2 separate regions of the Mus musculus genome follow, and region 2 is linked to region 1. A link is a contact called in public Hi-C data. All regions are on one chromosome and are shown on one strand. The core of a region is the stretch at or near the end of the contact, and the rest is flanking DNA. Distances in the headings are between cores, read along the strand shown. Region 1 has its middle 160 kb from the start of Gm32461. Region 2 has its middle 16 kb from the start of Gm41484.

Evidence for each region. A called contact is a pair of places that touch in the nucleus more often than the background predicts.
Region 2: a Hi-C map of neural stem cells shows a contact between it and region 1, with 6 times the contacts expected there. The contact joins two enhancer-like sites. A contact is called at or near these places in 1 of 15 datasets of contacts at CTCF or cohesin (the NIH/3T3 cell line), 12 of 484 Hi-C or Micro-C datasets (the G1E-ER4 cell line, the HPC-7 cell line, the MNK3 cell line and 8 more) and 3 of 115 datasets of contacts at active chromatin or transcription factors (cardiomyocytes, heart atrium and kidney).

What each region holds. Positions count from the first base shown.
Region 1 is chr16:86,642,865-86,647,804 of GRCm38.p6, reverse strand. No RefSeq gene overlaps it. Among named protein-coding and RNA genes, the nearest start is that of Gm32461, 160 kb to the left of the region's middle. Within about 2 kb of position 2,789, at least 52 of the 459 cell types and tissues checked have an H3K27ac peak or open chromatin away from gene starts, as enhancers often do. A contact at or near this core is called in heart atrium and neural stem cells, where this site is marked.
Region 2 is chr16:87,259,858-87,264,797 of GRCm38.p6, reverse strand. No RefSeq gene overlaps it. Among named protein-coding and RNA genes, the nearest start is that of Gm41484, 16 kb to the right of the region's middle. Within about 2 kb of position 2,962, at least 58 of the 459 cell types and tissues checked have an H3K27ac peak or open chromatin away from gene starts, as enhancers often do. A contact at or near this core is called in heart atrium and neural stem cells, where this site is marked.

The DNA.
Region 1 (4,940 bases), core at 1,540-4,039:
AATCTGTATGCTTTTCAAGATTTTATTTATTTATTTATTTATTTATTTATTTATTTATTTGTGAGTGATGTGCGTTTAGCCTACATATGTGCCTCTGAAGGCAAGAAGAGGACACTGGATCATCTGAGACTGGAGTTACGGATAGTTGTTTATTAACTTGTAGGTGCTAGGGATTGAACTGAAGTCATCTGGAAGAGTAGCCAGAGTTCTTAACCACAAAGCCATCACTCCATCCCATCAGGGGAAAAAAAAAACCTGTCCTAAACCAGACAGCGCATGAAGGCTATGATTATTTCACCGTTTGAAATAAGGTTTAACCAAAGAGTTTACATGGAGTTAAAAAGTGACCAAGTATTTAAAATGAGTCAAACTGTGTGTGCTTTGTTCAGTTCAGGTCTGTTAAATATCAAGGGTGGACGTGCCAACCTTGCTTAAGATCAGCACTTAAATCGGTCAGCTATCTCATGCTGATAAATAACAGAGAGGCAGGCAGAGACTGCCTTTTAAAACTAAATAATCCCAAGAAGGCAAAAGTTGAGCCCTCCTGAATCGGATCCATGAACACCCATATGTGATTCCATCTGTTTGCCTGTCTATTCTTTTATGTTCAAACCTGCAGAAACACCAGATCCATTCCCATAAGTAATTTCAGTGACTAAAATATACATTATCGGGGTAAAAAAAAAAAAAAGCACCACACATGGAAGGCTAGGAGAGAGTCTATTTAAGTGGCAACCTCAAATGCCTTTACTATTTGTCTCTTTAGGGTGGAGAATCTTGGGTTAGGAACAAAGCCTGTTAGGCAGGGAGCTTAATAATCATCAACTTTCTCAAACCAAAGGACAAAACCACCACTGTAGTATTCTGATCTGTCAGCAGTCTCTCTTCTAGTTCATTCATCACGAGGTCCCTAGATTTAACAAGAACCCACTTCAAAGACCATGCATGGGAAACTCACCTCTTCAACAAAAGTCTTCTTTGAGCCTCTGCAGAGGGATTGCTTCTTTTACTCTTTATCCCAGAGGTGAATTTCATGTTTGCTGATACCATAATCTCTAGCAATAGACTTTGAAGTACTAAATAATTATTGTATATATGTTTCCCATTGCAAAGTTAACATGTTTCTAGTACTATCATAGTGTTGGTTTTTGTTTATAGTGAAAAAAACCCTGAATTTGAGAAACATAATGCATAATTTTGCTTATGTCACAGTAAAAAAGAATATTTAGGAATAACAGAACATTAAAAGATGGTGTTTAGGCATAGTGAGATGGTTCTTGCTGCCAAGACTGATAACTTGACTTTGATGCCAGGGGCTCACAGGGTGGGAAGAAGAGAGACCCAACTCAACAAGCTGTCCTCTGACCTCTTCGTGTGTGTTAAGGCATGTGCTCCACATACAATCACAAAGAAAATAAGGATAATAAATCACATGAACTTCCAAGCTCAGTTAGGGGACTGGAGAGATGGCTCAGAACTTATGAGCACTTAAACGCCTGCAGAGGACCCAGTTGGATTTGGTACCTAGCACCTATGCCAACTCTGACTCTAGAGGATCCAAGGTTCCCCTCTCCCCTCAAAGACTCCTGCAAACAGATAGTGTGTATATACATATATATATATATATATATATATATATATATATATATATATATATATATATATTCACTAGGTCACACATATTACATAAACAATGTTTTCAAAACTCTAGATAAAAACTCTGATGGAAAAATTCTAAAAAGTAGTGTTTATGATAATTTCCAGACTTCACAGAAAACACCTATGAGTGCTTTTCAGATTCTCTGCGGCATGTTGTGACGTATTTTCTCTGCTCTGGTTGTCACGTATTTTCTCTGTTGGCCTGCATCCATTTGTGAATACCCAGGGACAGTTTTTGATCTGAATACTTCTTTCTCTATTTCTAATTAGAATGACTCTTAATTTTACACATGCTAGGGTGGTTTTCATCACATGAAACTGAGGTAAATGACATTCTGTTTTATGGACGAAGGAACTAGAAGATGGTGTGATGGGCAGCCTCAGATCCCTCTGTAGGAACACAGGTTCAAGGGCAACAGCTTGTTTCCAGTCACTCATTCTCTGGGACCTTGTCTTTGACTGTTGGACTTCAGGTCCTTGCCTGCTTCTCCCAGCTCTGGTGTGCCAATCACTTGGACACAAGCATGTCATGTGCCACTTTGTATTGTCAGTCATGTAAGCTGACTCAAAGTTACTGGAAGCTCTTTCCAAATCTTATATCAGAGGATGAAAAACAAAGGGCATGCTTATGACTCAAAATCTAGAAATTGCTTGTTTATAACATTTTAGAAAGATCAAAACAGATGTACATAACACTTTTTTAAAAATCTAAAACAATAAAGCCAGTGATGTTATTGTGTGCATGCAGGTTATATAAAGCTTCTTTGTAGCCACAGAGGGTTTGTTGTGGCACAGAGTCGAAGAAACAGAACCAAAAGGATTTGTTCATTTTTGCATGTGATAATGATTACCAGAGTCACAGCCATCAGAAGTGAGTACTAACTACAGGCAAATAAAGTTTCACAAGCCCCAGTGAGCAGCGATTGCTTAACACAAAGACAGATTGCTGTGCTCTGACACATGGAGTGAGAAATATAAATGATCAAGAGTTCCCTCTTTCCAGACTTCAGAAGTGAGAGAGCTGTGTGTCACTCTTCCTTTTATGTTGAGACTGAGGACTCTCAACTAACATGGACTTTCTGGCACAAGATCATTTCCGTAAATATTCCAACTCCAACCACTAGATGTCATGCAGAGATCATAAAGTAAACCATCTTGGCTGCTTATTACATTAATCATGACCAGTTCTGTAACTTCAACATTTAAGGTAGTCTGGGGAAATGTCTGGTTGCTATTAAAGGTGCAGAACAGTAATGCTTTGTCTCATGTTATATTTGATGTTTGCAAACACTTTTGGCAAATATAAAAGACTCATCTTCAAGGTTACAAAAAGCTATTTCAAAAACATGAAAAATGCAGATTCTGGAGTTAAAACAATCTGAAAGTTTTCCAAATATAGAAATGTAGTATTATATGGTAAGAAACGGAATTCAAACAACTAGAATGAAGGTGTCCTAGAATTATTTTTAAAGATTTGGACCCAGGAAGCATTTGGATGAAAAATTGTGTTGGCCATGTGCTAAATGAGTAAATCTGGTATAACACTTAAGTTCTCTGAGTTAACTGTGAACAACTAAAATGGAGTGATTGTGAAAATTCAGTGAAGCACTGGACATAGGTCATTTGGAAGAGTTCTTGACATATTGTAGGTGTTCAGCCAATCATATTAATTGCTTCAATTATGCTTCCATCATGATGAAACTGCTGTATGACATAGTTATGGAAGTAGATTAGAAAACAGAATTTAGCAATGGAATGTGAACTTATAAACAAAATGAAATGTAAGGTTAGTCCTAAAAGATTGCTAGTTCTTCAGGAAGAAAGAAAATGAGACTCTAGACAAGGAGGATCTTTGAACATAACTTCAAAGGATAAAAAGGAAGTTTGACTCACTTGTTATGTGTTAGGAAGTGTTTGTTAAGCTGTGCTGCATACCAGATTCATCTAACCATATAGGGTATATTGCTTTTTAATATTACGTTGTAATTAGCTTACCAAGGGTCAGGTTTTCTTGTGGCTTTTTCTTGAGTCCAAAGTTTTGAAGCCATAGTTTACTATTGAAACTATAAGTTTATAAGTTTTGCATGGGGAAGCCCCAGAGAACCTCAGGACAATACCAGCAATGGCTACTGTTGTGGCTGATCACTGGAAACACATACTAACACCCTCTTGTTCTAGACATCACGTGCATTTGTCATAGGATATAGAGAACACAGGCTGGATCTGAGCTGGAAATTTCTTCCTCTTTGGCTAGCCCATCATAGTACCAAAGGATGCTATAAAGGCAGCTGGGGAAATTTCTATCTAAGCTAAAGAGCTTATAGTCTATAGTAGAAAAAACAAAACAAAACAAAACAAAACTGCTGTTGTTTTTGTGCTAAGTGGACATGATTTTCCCCTCCAAATATCATTCTAAATAATTATGTTTATTCCCAGAGATTAGTGCTGCCATCATCTTTGGATAAGGTGATGTATTTTCAGTGGGTAATGATTAGCAGCAAAGACCCATAACTGGCCAGAGTGCTGAAAATAAATGATGGTTAAAGGATTATTCATAACTGGGATGTCTATACCCACTCAGAGGCCCAATGAACATTGTGTAAGAGAGAAAGACTATACAGTAAAGACTATAAGAAGATGGATTTTATGCCATACTGGGTTTTATGCACAACAACTTTGTATTAACAAAACAATTTTGTGTGATCAAAATGTATTGCATACATTTGTGGAATTTACAATAAAATTGTAAACAAATAATATATTTTAATAAAATACAAGGAGAGAAGGCATGACTCTACTAACATTATGGTAGCGGATATAGTATTAAAACAACTATTAATGACCTATCATTATAATAGTAGATTAAGGCATTATTGAATCAACAATGGAGAAACTCCTAATTCTAGTAGAAGAAAATCAAGACAGAGACCCACAATGGTCAAAGTACAGAAGAAAAGAGAATTCAGAATGTCCATCTGTAAAGAGAACATATATCCATTACCTCTTCCAAAGGCTCAAGGCAACAGAGGATCTATTGGTAATTCTTAGTTGCTGGGAAAGGTTAGGCCAGTTTTCTCTATAAGTATAACCCACTGACAAATTGACCACTCTCCAATGGAAGACCGAACATCCAAGAATTTTCGGGTATCAAGTTGGCCTTGATGGTAAACAAGGAGGTGCCAAATAAGGTGGAAAGGGAGGGGGAATCATTTGGGGGAAAATAGTTATGATCACAACACATTGAATGAAGGAAGCTCTCGAAGTTTAACCAATGTGAAGTA
Region 2 (4,940 bases), core at 1,713-4,212, 620 kb before region 1:
ACAGAACAGGACAAGATAGAACAGAACAGGCTTGCAGATTTGAGAAACTGGTGCTTGTACTGGCTGGTTTTATGTGTCAATTTGACACAGGCTGGAGTTGTCACCGAGAAAGGAGCTTCAGCTGGGGAAATGCCTCCATGAGATCTAGTTGTGGGGCATTTTCTCAATTAGTGATCAAGGGGGGGGGCCCTTTGTGGGTGGTACCATCCCTGGACTGGTAGTCTTAGTTCTATAAAAAAGCAAGCTGAGCAAGCTAGGGCAGGCAAGCCAGTAAGTAATATCCCTCCATGGCTTCTGCATCAGCTCCTGCTTTCTGACCTGCTTGAGTTCCAGTCCTGCATCCTTTGGTGATCAATAGCAATGTGAAAAGTGTAAGCTGAATAAACCCTTTCCTCCCCAACTGCTTCTTGGTCATGATGTTTGTGCAGGAATAGAAACCCTGACTAAGACAGTACTAACCTTGACTTTTGTCCCTTCCTTGATTCTAGCAAGACAGTATGAAGCTTAAATGAAGCTTCAACCATCTCCAAAAATATCTTTTCATGTGCAAGGATTTTCTTTCTGTCAGCGCTCTCATCCAGAAAATGGGGACCTGCTCTTGCAGTCTGTTATCTGTGCTCTCTTAACTGCCATGTTTTGAACTCTATATTTTGTGTGGTAATTTGTACAATAAGAAAATAAATCCATAAACAAAGCTGTCCCATGTGATCCCAGATCATAGTGATATCTGTTCATTCCACGTGAAGCAGCAGATCTCCCCAAAGAACCAGCCAATTAATTTGTGATGGCCAGTACGTGAAAATGCTGGGCTACAAACAGACAGAGAGGTGGAAAGACAGACAGACAAAGATATAAAGGAACAAATAAACACTGTCAAGCTCTTCCATACAGACAGCAGTAGCAGAGCTTAAGCCGAGCACAAGATCCATCCTATCACAGGGGCCTGGCTGCATGCCAGGAAACTGTCCTGAATCCTAGGACCTTGGAATTCAGAGGGACATCAGAGGACACCTCCTCGCTGACGTGCCAATTTCATTTTGGGATTCAATTGTGCTGGCTCTCAGCTGCCTAGAGGAACAAGAGCCCTGCATGGTCTGGCAGCCTCTGAGGGGCCCCACTAGGAGTTCCTGCTTCCCCTCTTGGACGTAGCTACTGGCTTGTGTGCTTTCTGGATCTAAATGTGTAACATTTCTGGACTCACAAGCCTCTCAGGTCTTGCCCACTGGCCAGCTCTTTCCCTAATACCTGGAACCTATTTTTAGGTGACCTACAGTGGAGAGATTTGACATGTAATTTTCATGCCTGAGGGTTGAATTTGACAGGGAACGTTACAAAGAATTGAATGCAATGCAACTCACACATTAGTGAGCGCACACTGATTTTTCTTTTCTTGACTGCCTACTAAGACTTTCTATTTTAAGTCGTTCTTCATCTTCTTCTTCTTTTTTTTCAGTGCCATTTTCTAAAAGTTTTCCCCAACTTCACTGGTCTTGTTTGCCAGTGCTGTGCCCTTCACTGCCTACGGATTTCCTCTCTGTCACCTGCTGCCAGCCTGCTTGGTTCTCTGTGACGAGTGAGGGAGCGTGCTTGCCAGCTTCCTCTCTGTCTTTTCCAGGTTGCTTTATACAATGACTCCTTTACTGTAACTACGTTCCCTTCCTAGTGTCTGGACTGTGAATATATGGATCGGATCAGGTTGTCCGACCCAAACTGATTATGGAGTACAACTCATTCTTGATCCTGCCTTATGCCTCTCCTCTTCTCAAGTTTCCTTTACTTTCCTTCCATCACCCTCCCTCCCCATCTGCAGTATATTGCAAAAGTGCCCAGAATATGCAGCCATAAAGTCTAAATATCTCATATCCTTCGGCTTTTCCCCCTTAGGACAAAAGTACATACGTAGGACCACAGATTTATTCTTCCATTTTCTTAAAACTGACTCTCTCTCTCTCTCTCTCTCCACACACACACACACACACACACACACACACACACACACACACACACACACACACACACACGATAAGTGACATCTAGCCCACCACTCAGGTCCTTTGAAGAGCTGAGTGAAATGATGCATAAAGCACTTTGCAGTGGAGTGGCAAGGGAGAGACTCCAGCATGAGCTAGAGAATATACATAAAGGAATTTCTGCCTCAGGCCTGGAATGGGTGACCTGTGCGGAGAGCATTTTCAGTGCATGAAATAAAATAGAAAGAACAAAATTTTACAAATCTGTGTGAAGTGAAAGTGGACGAGAGAGGCAGAGATGTTTGCATAGGAAGGTGCAAAGACTGGAAGTTAAGACATTAAGTGGATTAGCGACTATCTGGAGCTCTTGTGTATTTGTAGGCGCACCTTGGTTGGGGTATGAGGTGGCCACTGGGTGGGCAGGCATGGGGGTGTATGCTTGAGTGACTCATGTTCTGGAACAGTAACTAGGTATGTCTGCAGGCCCTGGTCAAGGGGCAAAAGCCCAGAACTTCTCTTTTTTCTTTTCTTTCTTCCTTCTTAATTCTACATAGATTTCTATTCTTGGTTTTAGTGCACAGAATAATAAATTTATTATGACATATATACTCTACTCATTCTCCCCACCCCCGTTGCCCTCTATTGTCTCTCCTTCCCAGATCCTCCCGTGTGTGTCTATCTCAATGTCTTGATTGTTTTGGAGACCACTCGTGAACATCATACTAATGGCTGGAGATTCCCTAACTCTAGCTGCTACAACTGGGGTTCAGCTAAGCTTCTTATGTATAGCATATGTTCCACAATAATTTGTGGAATAAAATTACATTCAATACGTGTTTAAACATGAGAGAAAATTACTTTATATGGCTTATAAATAAGCAAAAGGTCCTGACAAAAAAGTCTATGGAGATAAAAATAGTCCAGCGACCAGAACTGAGGGTAAAGGGTTACTTCTTGCACAATGTAGTTGTGTCATTTGGAATTTTTGGAAAGCATCTCAGACTTTCCACTTCCTGAAGATCTTGCTGTTCTAGCATTTTCTCCACATGGTAAAAGGCATCAGAATAGACTTTGATAAAACAGAGTATTTTTAGGCATCGGAATCAGCGAGACTCTGCCAAATTCCTGGCCTTTGGTATGTGCTGCTGAGCAACGTCAGATGCTTACACGGACACATGCTGACATTTACAAGGCAGGAGGCAGGCACTGCCAAGTTCAGAAGCATCGCCTTTTTCATCAGGTCCCTGTAACTTCCTCAAGTGCGTCTATGCATTTATTGTTGGCTACTGGAGAAGGGACAAGCAGTAATTGAATTCTGATAGAACTCTACTGCAAATGTATTCAAGGGTCTTAGAAAATCTAGAGGAGGCCTACTGCTTTCTTTCTATAAATGTGACCTTTTGCCTAAATCAATACAAATGAAAAGAAAGCATCATTTTATGTTTTGCATTACATAAAAAAAGAAAACTGCCAGTGATATCTGGAACTTCGCTAACTTTTTAAGTGGAGGACCTCCACAAAAGGACAATATTAGAAAACTGAGGAAGTTGGTGGGTGTCTGTTTCGGTCTGTCTCTTTCTAGACAAATAAACTAAATAGGTAGAAAAAATCCATAAAATCCATGTGTGGAATAAATTCTGTTTGCAAAAGACTGCTCATGATGGTTCATTTTGATTGTTAACAAGACTGGGTCAGGAGAACTCGGGATGTTTTTGGGGTTCACCTTTGGTTTTTTCCCATACAGATGTTTCCAGGGCAGGTTAACTGAAAGGGAGAGACCCATCCTATGTGCGGACAGCACCGTCCTATGGGCTGGCACTGGGAGTAAGAGTGGACAGGGATCAAAGCTGGCTCACCAGCACTCTTCCTCTCTGTTTTTTGGTCACCCAAGTTAGAAGCCAGCAGCCTCATGCTTCTGCTGTGACAACTAAACTTGCTCTCCTGGGCATGTCTTTCCCACCAGGAGGAACTACACTTTTAAACTGTAGCTGAAATAAAATCCTTTCTCCTTTAAGTTGCTTTCTGTCAGGTGTTTGATCTTCATAGCAAGTAAAGTAATGGCCTCAGCGCTGCTCTGCTAAAGGCGATTCTCATTTCAGTATGTGGATGAGCTCTGTGAGCTCTGTGAGGCACTGCCACAGGGACAGTTACTGCTGGAAATGCTCACCGCCCGTCTTAAAGAGTATGTGGAATTATGTGTGTGTATGCACACACACACACACACACACACACACACCTATGCACATGAAATGATGTCCCCCTCCCCCAAGCATGTGGAAACTAGTCTCTACTCCATACATCGAGAGAGACAAAGTCTCTTGCTGACTTGGAGTTTCAGTTAGTTTGGCTAAGCAGCTTGCTCTGTGGAGTGTGGCTGGGATTCCAGATGGGCTGCCATCCTTATCTAGCTTTTATATGGGTTCTGGGAAGCGAAAGTTCTACTCCCATGTCCTTTACCAGATAAGCCATCTCCCTTATCCATTCAAGGCTAATTTAGTATTTATGAGTTAATGAACGGTGTGATTATTATTTTTTCTTTATGGTCCACGTTACTGCAAATTGCACTCTTTCTCCAATAGTATTGAGAGTGTTATTCTTTCTACTTCCAATGAGACCATGGGACTTGGGGACAAAATGGTGCAGATGCTGGAATGTCTGCTCTGGCCAATGGCCAGCACTAAGGACTCTGGAAAAACTGAGGGGCTTTCTATCTCAGGATGAACCACCATTAAGTTGTGAAATCACTGCTGTGAATGGTGCATACATGGTAGAGACACCAACCATGAGTGGAGACGGGGACCTCACATTACACAGGACTCAGCTGTTCATGCCTACCCTGAGTCTGCAGACTTCTGCCACATCTTGCCATATACACTAATGGGCTATTGCTGGCTATACACTTTGCATTGTAATGACACCTCCTTCCATATCATAGCGTTTGTTGAGCTGACCTTACTGTTCTTCTCTACC